Regions from separate parts of the Mus musculus genome. Here regions 2 and 3 are each linked to region 1. Evidence: chromatin contacts called from public Hi-C data. All regions are on one chromosome and are shown on one strand. The core of a region is the stretch at or near the end of the contact, and the rest is flanking DNA. Distances in the headings are between cores, read along the strand shown.

Region 1 (3,221 bases), core at 296-2,795:
ATACAACTACATTCAGATACAAAGAGCTCCTGTTACCACAGCTTTAGCAGTTGAATCTTTTTGTTTTGTATTTTTTTTTACTAAAACTTTCATTTAAAACAGTTATTAAATATATAAAACAAATACACAGGATCTGGTCACTTTCTGCCATAAATAAAGGGCATGTGGGCGCAGGGAGGGGGTGCCGCAGGGGAAAGAGCCGGTTTCCCTTGTGTCCTCGAGCCACGCGTGGATCCCACCCTTCAGCCCGAGAGCTTGCCCCTGCTCTTCCGAACCAGAACCTCAGCACAAACCCCACTTTCCCACCTCATTTGTGCCTCTCTGCGGTCCCCTCCCGGGAAAAGGATGAACAATAAGGACAGCACGAAGCGCACCTGCCCCGTCTCCGGTGAGGAAGGCGCGTGCGAGCGCTTACACAGCGCGGACGCGGGGCGGAGGGGGTCACTTAGGAGCCACCCCCGAGGTGACAGCCGCGGCAGCAGCAGCAGCAGCTGCAGCAGCGGCGGCGGCAGCGGCGGTAGTCCCCGCGGGTACGGCTGCAGGAGCGGCCGCGGGGGCGCCGGCGGTGGTCCGGCGCTGCTCCATGCCGTTGGGCAGGAAGCCGGCAATGATGGGCACCGGCCAGATGAGGGCGGCCACGCTCCACACCACGATGACCAGGGTCATGAAGCAGGCCACCAGCGTAGACTCGATGGGCTTGCGGTTCAGCCGCCAGCCCGGCTCGCCCTGCAGCTCCTCCAGGCTGAAGTCCAGGCAGCAGAAGTGACGAGGCTCGCCCTGCAGCCACAGCGGCCCCGGCTCGGCCGCCGGGTAGGCAGGCAGCGCGGTGGGAGCCCCGGCGGGAGCCCGCAGGCGGCCGCGCACCCAGCCGCAGCCCACGCACAGGCGCAGGTCTTGCTGCGCGCCGCCCGCCGCCAGCCCCAGATGCTCGATGAGCAGTGGTGGCCCGACGCGGTGGAAGGCGGCGGCGAAGAAGGCGCGGCCGTGCGCGTTGGTAGAGAAGAGCAGCAGGTCGCACTGCAAGCCCCGCGGGCGGCCCCAGCGCACGAGCAGCGAGCTCAGCATCTGTCGTTGCACGCTGATGTTGCAGGGCGCCGCCGGAGCCTCCTCTGGGCCCGCGCGCTCTGGGGGCGCCGATGCCGCCGATGCCAGCAGACGCGGGGTGGAGTGTTCGTTGGTGAAGGACGCATTGGCCGAGGCGTTTGGGGGCGTCCCTGCAAGGCCGGGCGCATCCGTGGCCCCGCCGTGCGCCGGCGGCAGCTGGCAGGCGGCGGCCAGTAGCGCGGCGAGAAGGGGCAGCATGGCCTGTGGCGAGCGCCTACGCGCGCGGGGCAGGCGGCGGCTGCATGGCGCGCAGGCGACCGTCCGGTGAGGGAACCGCGGGGCCTGGAAGGCCGAGGCGGAACTCTGCCAGTGTATTGGGACGACACCGGCTCACGGGCCGCGATGGCCTCTTCAGACTCCGCTCGTCGAGGTTCCGCTGCCCCCAGAGCTGGGGCCCTTGGACGGCCAGGAGGCTCTGCTGGCTCGCGGCGAAACGAGAGAGGATTCCCCTGCTCGGCTCCGCCTTCCGCGCGCCCCGCCCCCGGCTCACCGGGTGCGGGGAATTGGGAGGGCGGGGCTCCACTCGCAGGGGCGGGAACTGAAGACCTGAGCGACAGGGCGGTGCGTGGAGGCGGAGCGAGGGGACCCCCGAGGGCGGGAAGCCCAGAGCGAGTCCCGGAGCCCAGACAGTCCCTCTGTCACGCCCCCAGGAGAGCTAATCAGTACCTCCTTTCTGCTTAGGAGAAACTAAGAAGGGAGAAAGTCTCCGGGCTACCTCAGGAGCCAGAGACAGGACTCTTGTACCTTTCTGCTGAGTTCAGAAATTCAGATCTGGAGTCTGGCTGGTTTTAATGTGTCTTCACCACAATAGATACATATGGGTTTTTTTGTTGTTGTTGTTGTTTTGTTTTTTGTTTTGTTTTTGTTTCGTTGTTTTGTTTTACAGGAAGAGAACTCATAAAAAAATCCTCAAAATTCTGAAGTTTTGGTGTTGGTTGGGGCAATGGGAATGCAAATCCCACAGGTCGGATGCTTGAGGACACCTGCAGTCTAGTGTGCACATAGACACAAAAAATTTGTATGTTAGAGTCCATGAATATCAGTCTTCCGGGATGTATATTGTGGAGAGGTGGAGTTGTCAAGAGTAATTTAATAGGATACAATTTATATTAAGAAGCCTACCTGAGTCCTGAGCTTGATGGTACAAGTCTGTAATCCCAAGTGAGAATCCAGAGTCCAAGTTCCTTGGAGAGGCCAGCCTGGGCTACCTGAAAACCTGTCTCAAATAAACAAAATCCAGTACTAAGGTGGTGAGGAGAATTATGAGTTTGAGGACAGCCTGGGCTACACAGAAAGATGCTTTCTGTAAAGAACAAAAAACGTTCTTGGGAAGAAGAGGCAGCTCAGTTGGAAGGGTGCTTTCCTAGTGTCCTAGCAAGCCCAGGGTTCAATCCCCATCACAAAAAGGAGCAAACTGCACTTCCCTTGTTTTCTGGCCTCACACTTGGAAACTAATGTCAACTGACCCCTAAAATGGCTTGAAACAGTTGTGCTCTGTAAATCTAAGAGTGACCCTCCCTCTAAGCCAGCTAAGCTTTCCCAAGGGCCTGTGAAGGACAGGATGACAGCCATTGCTGGGTACAAAGTGCTAAATATATTTCTCTAAATAGTTCTCTCTCTCTCTTTCATTCTTTCTCCTGCTCTTTCTTTTGAGTCAAGGTTTCACTTCGTAGCTTTAGCTGTCCTGGAACTTATTATGTAGACCAGACCGGCCTCAAACTCTCAGAGATCCACTTGCCCCTGCTTCTTGAGTTCTGGGACTAAAGCCATGTACCACTAAACCCATCTTCTAAGTTGTTTTCTAACAAATAGTAACATTGGAATGAGGGAGAGACACAGGTAGACAGAGAGAAAGTGGGGAGAGAGAGAAGGGAGAGAGAGAGCCTTATAAACAGAATTCCCCAAAGTACCAAGTCTTCTCTGTTGGTCTTGGTTCCCTGAGTGACAGCCGGGCGGCTGGCACCCACCCTGCATGGGACTGTGTTATGTTAATGGAGCTTGCAGTCCAGCATCTACCCCACCTTCTCAGTGCTGGCCAGTTGGTTATCTATTCCTGCAAATCCAGCCCAGTGTGACTGGATTCTTGGTCTCTGTAAAAAAGGTTGATGTCCCTGAGG
Region 2 (3,221 bases), core at 510-3,009, 86 kb before region 1:
ATTCACTGCATACTTGATGGTGACTTGAAATTCTGATCTTCCCGAGACTACAGGTGTGCACCATCCTGCCTGCTTTTATGCAGGATGGAGCCCAGAGCTTTGCACACGTTGGGCAAGCATTCTACCAACTTGGCTACACCCTCAGCTCCACATCCAACTTTTTTAAAACATACAGGGCCACCAAATAAATACTACTACTACTACTACTACTACTACTACTACTACTACAACTAATTTTAAAAAAAGCACATTGCCATTTTCATCCATAGGTCTCCAGTGAGAGCAGAGACCTCAAGTGGAGCTCCTGGGAATCATCCAAGTCTCTGCTCGTCATCGGGAATCCAGAACTCCAGGGCTCATTGTAGTCTTGTCTGGGTGGACCGTGTCTCTCTTCTGTCCCTGTGGCCAGCCTCAACACAACCCGAGTTCAGGAAGGCCTGAGCTTTAGGATGGCATCCTCATAGAAGTCATGATTTGCCCATCACTGGAAGCAGTCCACCAGAAGATCAAGATTTGATGGCACCTTGCAAAAGCTACTCTTCCTTCTAGCTGATTGGGCTTCCCTCTGACTTCTTGATGGGACAGTTCTTCATGTCTCAATGTCTGGTGCCATGCATCTCAGCAAAGTCTTTGGAATGGGGCCAAGTTACTCTTCAGTCTCCACTGGTCCTTGGGTATGGAGTAAGGGGATGTCAGTCTCCCTAACACCAATCTCCCCCTTGTTGGGATGCGAGAAAGTGTAAGGTTCACTCTCAGACTCAGGAGGGCTACTAGGAGCCAGCTCCTCTGCAGTGAACTTTGCAGTTGGGGTCCTGGAGAATAGAGGGGGTGGGGTGGGAGGGCAGTCTCCCATGGGGCCCTGGAAGGGCCGGTAGGTGTCCACCTCTGGTTGGATGAAGGATCCACCCGAGTCCTGCAGCAAGTGCCCATACACCATGGTGTCTTCGATGACAGCATACACATGGGAGTCATTGTCTTTTCGCCCTTTCGGGAACTTTTGGGTCTGGGGCATCTGGGTATTGACATTGCCATTATAGATACCCACAGCAGGACCCTTATCCACCTTCTTCCTGTTTGTAGAGAATGGCACAACAGAATGAGGAAACAGATAAGTGACACACGGGAGTCCTTGGGGTTCTAAGCCTAGCTCATCTTGCCCTTGTAGGCTGTTAGCATTTGAAAATGAAACTATTCTAGGGGATATCCTTAAACACATTGTTCTTGTCTCAGGTTTCCAAGGTGGAAACTGACGGATCTTAAGTGGAAGAGGTGGTTTAAGTGAATTTGTTTTGCCTCTGATAGACTTCAGGGAAACCAACAATGAAGATATCTGGTAATTTCTTCCCCTTTTTCTTCCCAGTAATAGGGATGAACAAGCCTTTCTAAACCACATCAGCTCAGCATGCCCAGGCCAACCTTCTAGAACATTCAGTACTAACCTGTACTAATAGTGCTGCCTCTCTTTCACAGAGCAAAGCTGATTAACTAATTCCAGACAGTTAATGTCCATGACTCAGGAGGAGAGAAGGGTACAAGCTAGCTAATTTTCTGCTAGAGTTGAGGACAGAACAGCTCATCATTAGCTGAGTGGCTCTGTCCCATCCCATCAACAGCAGCCACCAGGGAAAAAAAGCTAAAGCGAAGACAAAATCCAGGATTTGGTGAAGCCATTAGCTTTGGGTGTGTGGTATTTTCTGGTACTCAGATGTGGACAATTGTTGGCATGTCTGCCATGGGCACACAGCTTCGCCTTGCGTGAACAAGGCACAGGGACTTGGACAATAGCTGACTCAAAAGGAGGCCATCAGTCCAATTAACATAATGGGCTGTAGAATGAAAGGCTGGCAGTTCACTAATCCCAGATGCGGCTTTAGTGAGGTAAAAATCCATCTGGCCTTCAGCAGACATCCTTCCCTCAGGTCCTCACAGTGCCTGGCTTTTTCCCTCTACTGATGGAATGTGGAAAAGATTCTGTCTTGCCCCTGGTTTGTCCCCAGTACATTATGTGGTCCTAGTACCAAGAAGACTCTCAATAAACACCTACAGCAGAAACAAGTTCAGCATCAGTATTTCCCCTTGTCCTTAAAGAACCTGCCCAGCTCCACGCACACACAACTTTGGGACAGGGGCTTCGTGCAAGCATGTCAGCCAGCAGCCTTATGTAGTTGGAGACCACGGAGAGACTGCCTGTGCTGGTAAGTCTCAGGTTAATCTGAAACAGTTTGGAGAATGAGGCATGACAGCTAAACTCTGAAGTCTGACATCAAAGTAGATTTTATTTAAAAAGTCATTTACCTTTCAAGTAGTTGAAGCTGCTGTTAATCAGGCCCTGTTTCCTCTTAGCTCTAGGGCCACCTTTTGGCTTGCAGTCCCACAGATAAGCACAAACCAAACCAAAGGAGAACAAGCCAGGGCAAAAGGCTTGTGTTTTCTCCAGGTAGCAGTGGGAGTGGTTCCTGCTAAAATCACTCCTGCTACCAGCTTCAAAAGCAAACACTGGAGACTTGTGCTGGGGCCAGGATGTCACTGCATGCGTGCATGCGCGTGTGTGAGTGTGTGCTCGAGAGTGTGTGTGCGTGCACGCGCGCACGCGTGTGCTCGAGCATGTGTGTGTTCCCCAGGTGTGCCTCTCCACCCTGTGAAATTGTAATGTAGCCTTGGTAAGAATATTTAACATTGATCTTTGTGGGGAACTGGGAAGCAAAAAACCCCAACATCATTGATAAGAATAAGCTAGATATGGAGACATGCCTGTAATCCTAGCACTCATCCATCCATCCATCCATCCATTCATCCACCCATCCATCCATCCACCTATCGAGTATGATCCAAGGGAGGCATCAAATCAGCTAAAGACAGCTGGAGAGACTCCACTTACTTCTTTTTCACGAAGCAGATGATGAGTACCAGGGCAAACAGCAGCAGAGCTCCACCTCCTGCTGCACCAATGACGACAGCCAAATCTGTGAGCAGAGATGGGAGGGCAAAGGAAGAGACGAGAGAGTTAGCATAAGGAAGAACTGGATACGTTCACAGTCCCCAGCTTTGTCCCTTCTGATACAAAACTCTGAAGGTGACTGAGTCAGGTCTGAGCCTCATCTTTAAAGGAACTGTCAGCTGGTACTTTTCCAGGAGAGGAAGTCAGACAGTTTATTACAAGTTTGATTCTTAGAGGCCACCCATGTTAATCATGCAGAATCTCCCTGGGTATAAAACTCAGT
Region 3 (3,221 bases), core at 344-2,843, 79 kb after region 1:
AGAATTAACAGAACAAATTCAGGCAGATGTACTTGGGTCAGGAAGACAGCAGCTGGAAGGAGGGAGAGTCAGAAGAAGGTGGAAGATGTTATCTGAGGGGGAGGATAGGAAAAATAAAGTAGAAATGTCAAATGCTCACAATCTTGCTACCAGGATACAGAGGGCAGCTGAGAGCCCAGTGGGTGTTCAACCAAACAGGGTTAAGGTTCGGTCAAGGATGGGCTTCCCGCCTCCACTCTGTTCCAGCCTCCACACTGGGTTGCCCTGACAACCTCCTCCTTCTGGTATTGACATTAGAGTGAGAAAGAAGGAAAAGCAGGCAAATGAAGAAAACAGTAATTAGAGGTGGAAGCAGCTGTGGTCTGGCTTATTTTATCTTAGAGAAAGCTCCAAGGAAGAGCCTGAGGGTTGGGGGACAGAGAGTTCTGGGCTGGTGCTTCAGACAGAGGCATGAACCCTGACTGGAGGGACACACTGGTGATAGTGAGTCTGCATGCCAGGGATGCTGGAGGCATCTCGGAGGGAAGTTTAGGTCCAGCCAGGCAGTATAAATTGAGTCTTGGAGGCTGTGTATTCTGATGTCTCTCCTGCTATCTTTAAGTTAGTCAGGGAAGCCCTGAGAACCACAAGTTGAGGAAATGGCAGGTACAGGCATAGGTACAGGTTCTTCCATGGATTCAGAGTCACCATGTCAGGCTGTCAGTGGCTTCCGTATCTTCTTTTTAATTACCCAGAAGGAAAGGTGTAAGGGGGACAGAAAAGGTACAATGGCAGTTTCTCATGTCTTCCCTTTCCAAATCAGGAAACAAGACCACAGAAAACATTAAGATATTTGCTAAGGGAACAAAGCTAAGGTAGTCAGGATTCTGAATGGGGGGGGGGGGGGGAGGGGAGAATATAAAGGAAAAGAATATGACTGGTCCCAGGTTTTGGCACCAAATGACAACTCCTAGGTATGATGGAGGAGAAAGTTTATTGTAGATAAAATGAAAGCATAGACTGAGGCAGGCACATCTGGGAGAGTCCAGAATGGACATGACCTAGAGCTATGTGAGGAGGCTGGGTGTGGGGGCAGGGGGGAGAAGAGAGAGAGGGGAACCAGGTGCAGCAGCCAGGAGGCCCAAAGGCACAATGTGGGTGAGTAATCCAAATGGTTGGATAGTATAGAGAGGAGTAGCCCTGCCCATAGGACTGGGAAAGTTTAGGGTAGGGGGCTGGGTATGCCAGGCAGAAGGGCCTTGTAACAAGTAGGGACTGAAGAATGTAGGAGAACCTGGCAGCCAGGTCCACTTTGATATGTTAAACAGACACTTTAGTCATTTGTTCCAGGTTTGAAACCTGGCCGATTTAAAACCAAGTCTGATCAATTCTAGCATCCTCTGGTAGTTACTTCACTGTGGGGTTCTCAAAACTTAGCCTATATTAAAACTCTTTGGATTGCTGGGTTCCACACCTACAGCTTTGACTCAATGGCTCTAGAGTTTGGACAGATAATCTCCCCCTTTCCCCCTCCCTCTCTCTCTTGCCCTCCCCCCTCTCTCATGTATATGGGTGTTTTCCTGCATGTATGCTTATGCACTATGTGTGTGTCATGCCATAAGAGGCCCCAAGAGGATATTTGATCCCCTGAGACTGGAGTTATAGCTGGTTGTGGTGACATGGTGCTGGGAACCAAACCAGAATCCTCTGGAAGAGCAGCCAGTTCTCTTAAAGGCTGAGCCATCTCCTGTTAAACCTGAGATTCATAAAAACAACAACAACAACAAAAACAGTTCCACAATTTTGAGCCAAATCTGAAGCAAGCTTTAATTAAATATTGGCCAGAATGATGGACTCTGGCCAGGTCCATTCCAGGGTCCCCAGGAAGTGGCAATGAGTCATGTTTTTGCAGAGACTTACAAAGAGTAAAACCATAGGGCCACTGTATTTCCTATCAGGTCCGTCAGCAAGCATGTATCCTGACATATTTCCTGCCCACATCCAGTCAAGCACAGCCGGTATAAACAAACTTCTTTAGAGGAGAAAAAAAAAAAAGTGACTTGCTATTTCCCAAAACCGTAGCCACCAGCATCCCAGGAAGTTATCTCTGTCCTTGGGCAGGTAGGGCTTACAGGTTAACTTGGCCTTTTACACTCTCTAGCTCCATGCATTCCCATTTCTAACAAGTTTCCAGATGGTATTGCTTTGGTGGATCCTGGGACCATACTTTTGAGAACTATTTACATAAAGTAAGCCATTTAACCCTTGGGCTTTTTGGTATATTCTTTGTAAAATAAGCCACACCCAGTTGGAGAGCTCCTAAGAGTTACTTTAGCCATAGTGTAGGAATGAGTCTGAAGGGGTTCTTCTGGTCTACTCTCCTGACTTCACTTCACAGCTAAGTGCAGCACGCAGTATTTATGGGGAAAGAAGCAGCCACCTGTATTAGTTACTTTCCTCCCTGCTATGACCACTTACCACAAGAGCAACACACGAAAGGAAGGGTTTATTAAGAAAATACAATCCATCACAGAGAGGAGGCACGGCGGCAGGAGCATGAGGCAGCTGGTCATGTGTCTGCAGTCTGGAAGCAGAGAGCTTATGTTCAGCTTGCTCTCCCCTGTTATTCAGTGTGAAGCATCCCCCACCCTCTGACTCCTGACCCCGTCTGTGGAATGGTGCCACCCACATTTAGTGTGGTTCTTCTCTTTTTAGCTAATTCTATCTGGTAGCATCATTACAGATACAGCCAGAAATCTATTTCCATGATTCTAAATCCAATCAAATTGGCAGTTAGTATTACCCATCACAGTACTATAAAACATAAAATCTTATGTTATCTGGCCTTATAAGCAGGGCTAGATAGATGGGCCAGTAGGTAAAAGCGCTTGTCTCATAAATCTCAAGACCTGAGTCCAGTCCCCAGATCCCGTAGTAAAAGGGAAGAACCAACTCTGAAGGTTGTTCTCTGACCTCCACCCACTGTGGCACATGCACATTCATATTCACAAATGCACACCGCACATATATACTAATAACAATAAATAATTTTTTATTTTCTTTTGGTTTATTGAGACAGAATTTCTCTGTGTAGTTCTGGCTGTCCTGGAACTCTATAGACCAGGCTGGCTTCAAACTCAGAGAGAACCACCTGCCTCTGTCTTCCAGGTTTTGGGATTAAAGACACGCACTTCCACCAGCCAGCAATAAATAACTTTTAAAAGAATTATAAACAATTGAAG

The links. A called contact is a pair of places that touch in the nucleus more often than the background predicts.
Region 2: a contact with region 1 is called in a Hi-C map of sperm, with 2.7 times the contacts expected there. The contact joins the enhancer-like site here to the promoter of Tmem158 in region 1. A contact is called at or near these places in 12 of 39 promoter capture datasets (the HPC-7 cell line, cranial neural crest, embryonic stem cells and 8 more), 5 of 15 datasets of contacts at CTCF or cohesin (CD8 T cells, the NIH/3T3 cell line, large pre-B cells and 1 more), 164 of 484 Hi-C or Micro-C datasets (2-cell embryo, 8-cell embryo, the AML12 cell line and 100 more), 38 of 115 datasets of contacts at active chromatin or transcription factors (the 230-238 cell line, the 3134 cell line, CD8 T cells and 27 more) and 4 of 9 other capture datasets (adipose tissue, liver, macrophages and 1 more).
Region 3: a Hi-C map of cortical neurons shows a contact between it and region 1, with 2.3 times the contacts expected there. The contact joins the enhancer-like site here to the promoter of Tmem158 in region 1. A contact is called at or near these places in 6 of 39 promoter capture datasets (3T3-L1-derived adipocytes, the HPC-7 cell line, HPC-7-derived erythroid cells and 3 more), 25 of 484 Hi-C or Micro-C datasets (the AML12 cell line, B cells, the BV-2 cell line and 16 more), 6 of 115 datasets of contacts at active chromatin or transcription factors (bone marrow-derived macrophages, embryonic stem cells, extraembryonic endoderm stem cells and 3 more) and 1 of 9 other capture datasets (macrophages).

What each region holds. Positions count from the first base shown.
Region 1 is chr9:123,259,244-123,262,464 of GRCm38.p6, forward strand. Tmem158 (transmembrane protein 158) reads right to left here and starts at 1,546. Exons shown (of 1, transcript NM_001002267.2): 1 at 1-1,546. The coding sequence starts at 1,302. The coding sequence ends at 442.
Region 2 is chr9:123,172,857-123,176,077 of GRCm38.p6, forward strand. It overlaps Cdcp1 (CUB domain containing protein 1), which reads right to left. Exons shown (of 9, transcript NM_133974.3): 8 at 2,879-2,963; 9 at 1-1,070. The coding sequence ends at 647. Among named protein-coding and RNA genes, the nearest start is that of Gm23323, 12 kb to the left of the region's middle. Within about 2 kb of position 1,760, at least 14 of the 459 cell types and tissues checked have an H3K27ac peak or open chromatin away from gene starts, as enhancers often do. A contact at or near this core is called in the Ba/F3 cell line, VIP interneurons, muscle stem cells and 2 more, where this site is marked.
Region 3 is chr9:123,338,023-123,341,243 of GRCm38.p6, forward strand. No RefSeq gene overlaps it. Among named protein-coding and RNA genes, the nearest start is that of Lars2, 27 kb to the right of the region's middle. Within about 2 kb of position 1,594, at least 26 of the 459 cell types and tissues checked have an H3K27ac peak or open chromatin away from gene starts, as enhancers often do. A contact at or near this core is called in the BV-2 cell line, the N1E-115 cell line, cortical neurons and 1 more, where this site is marked.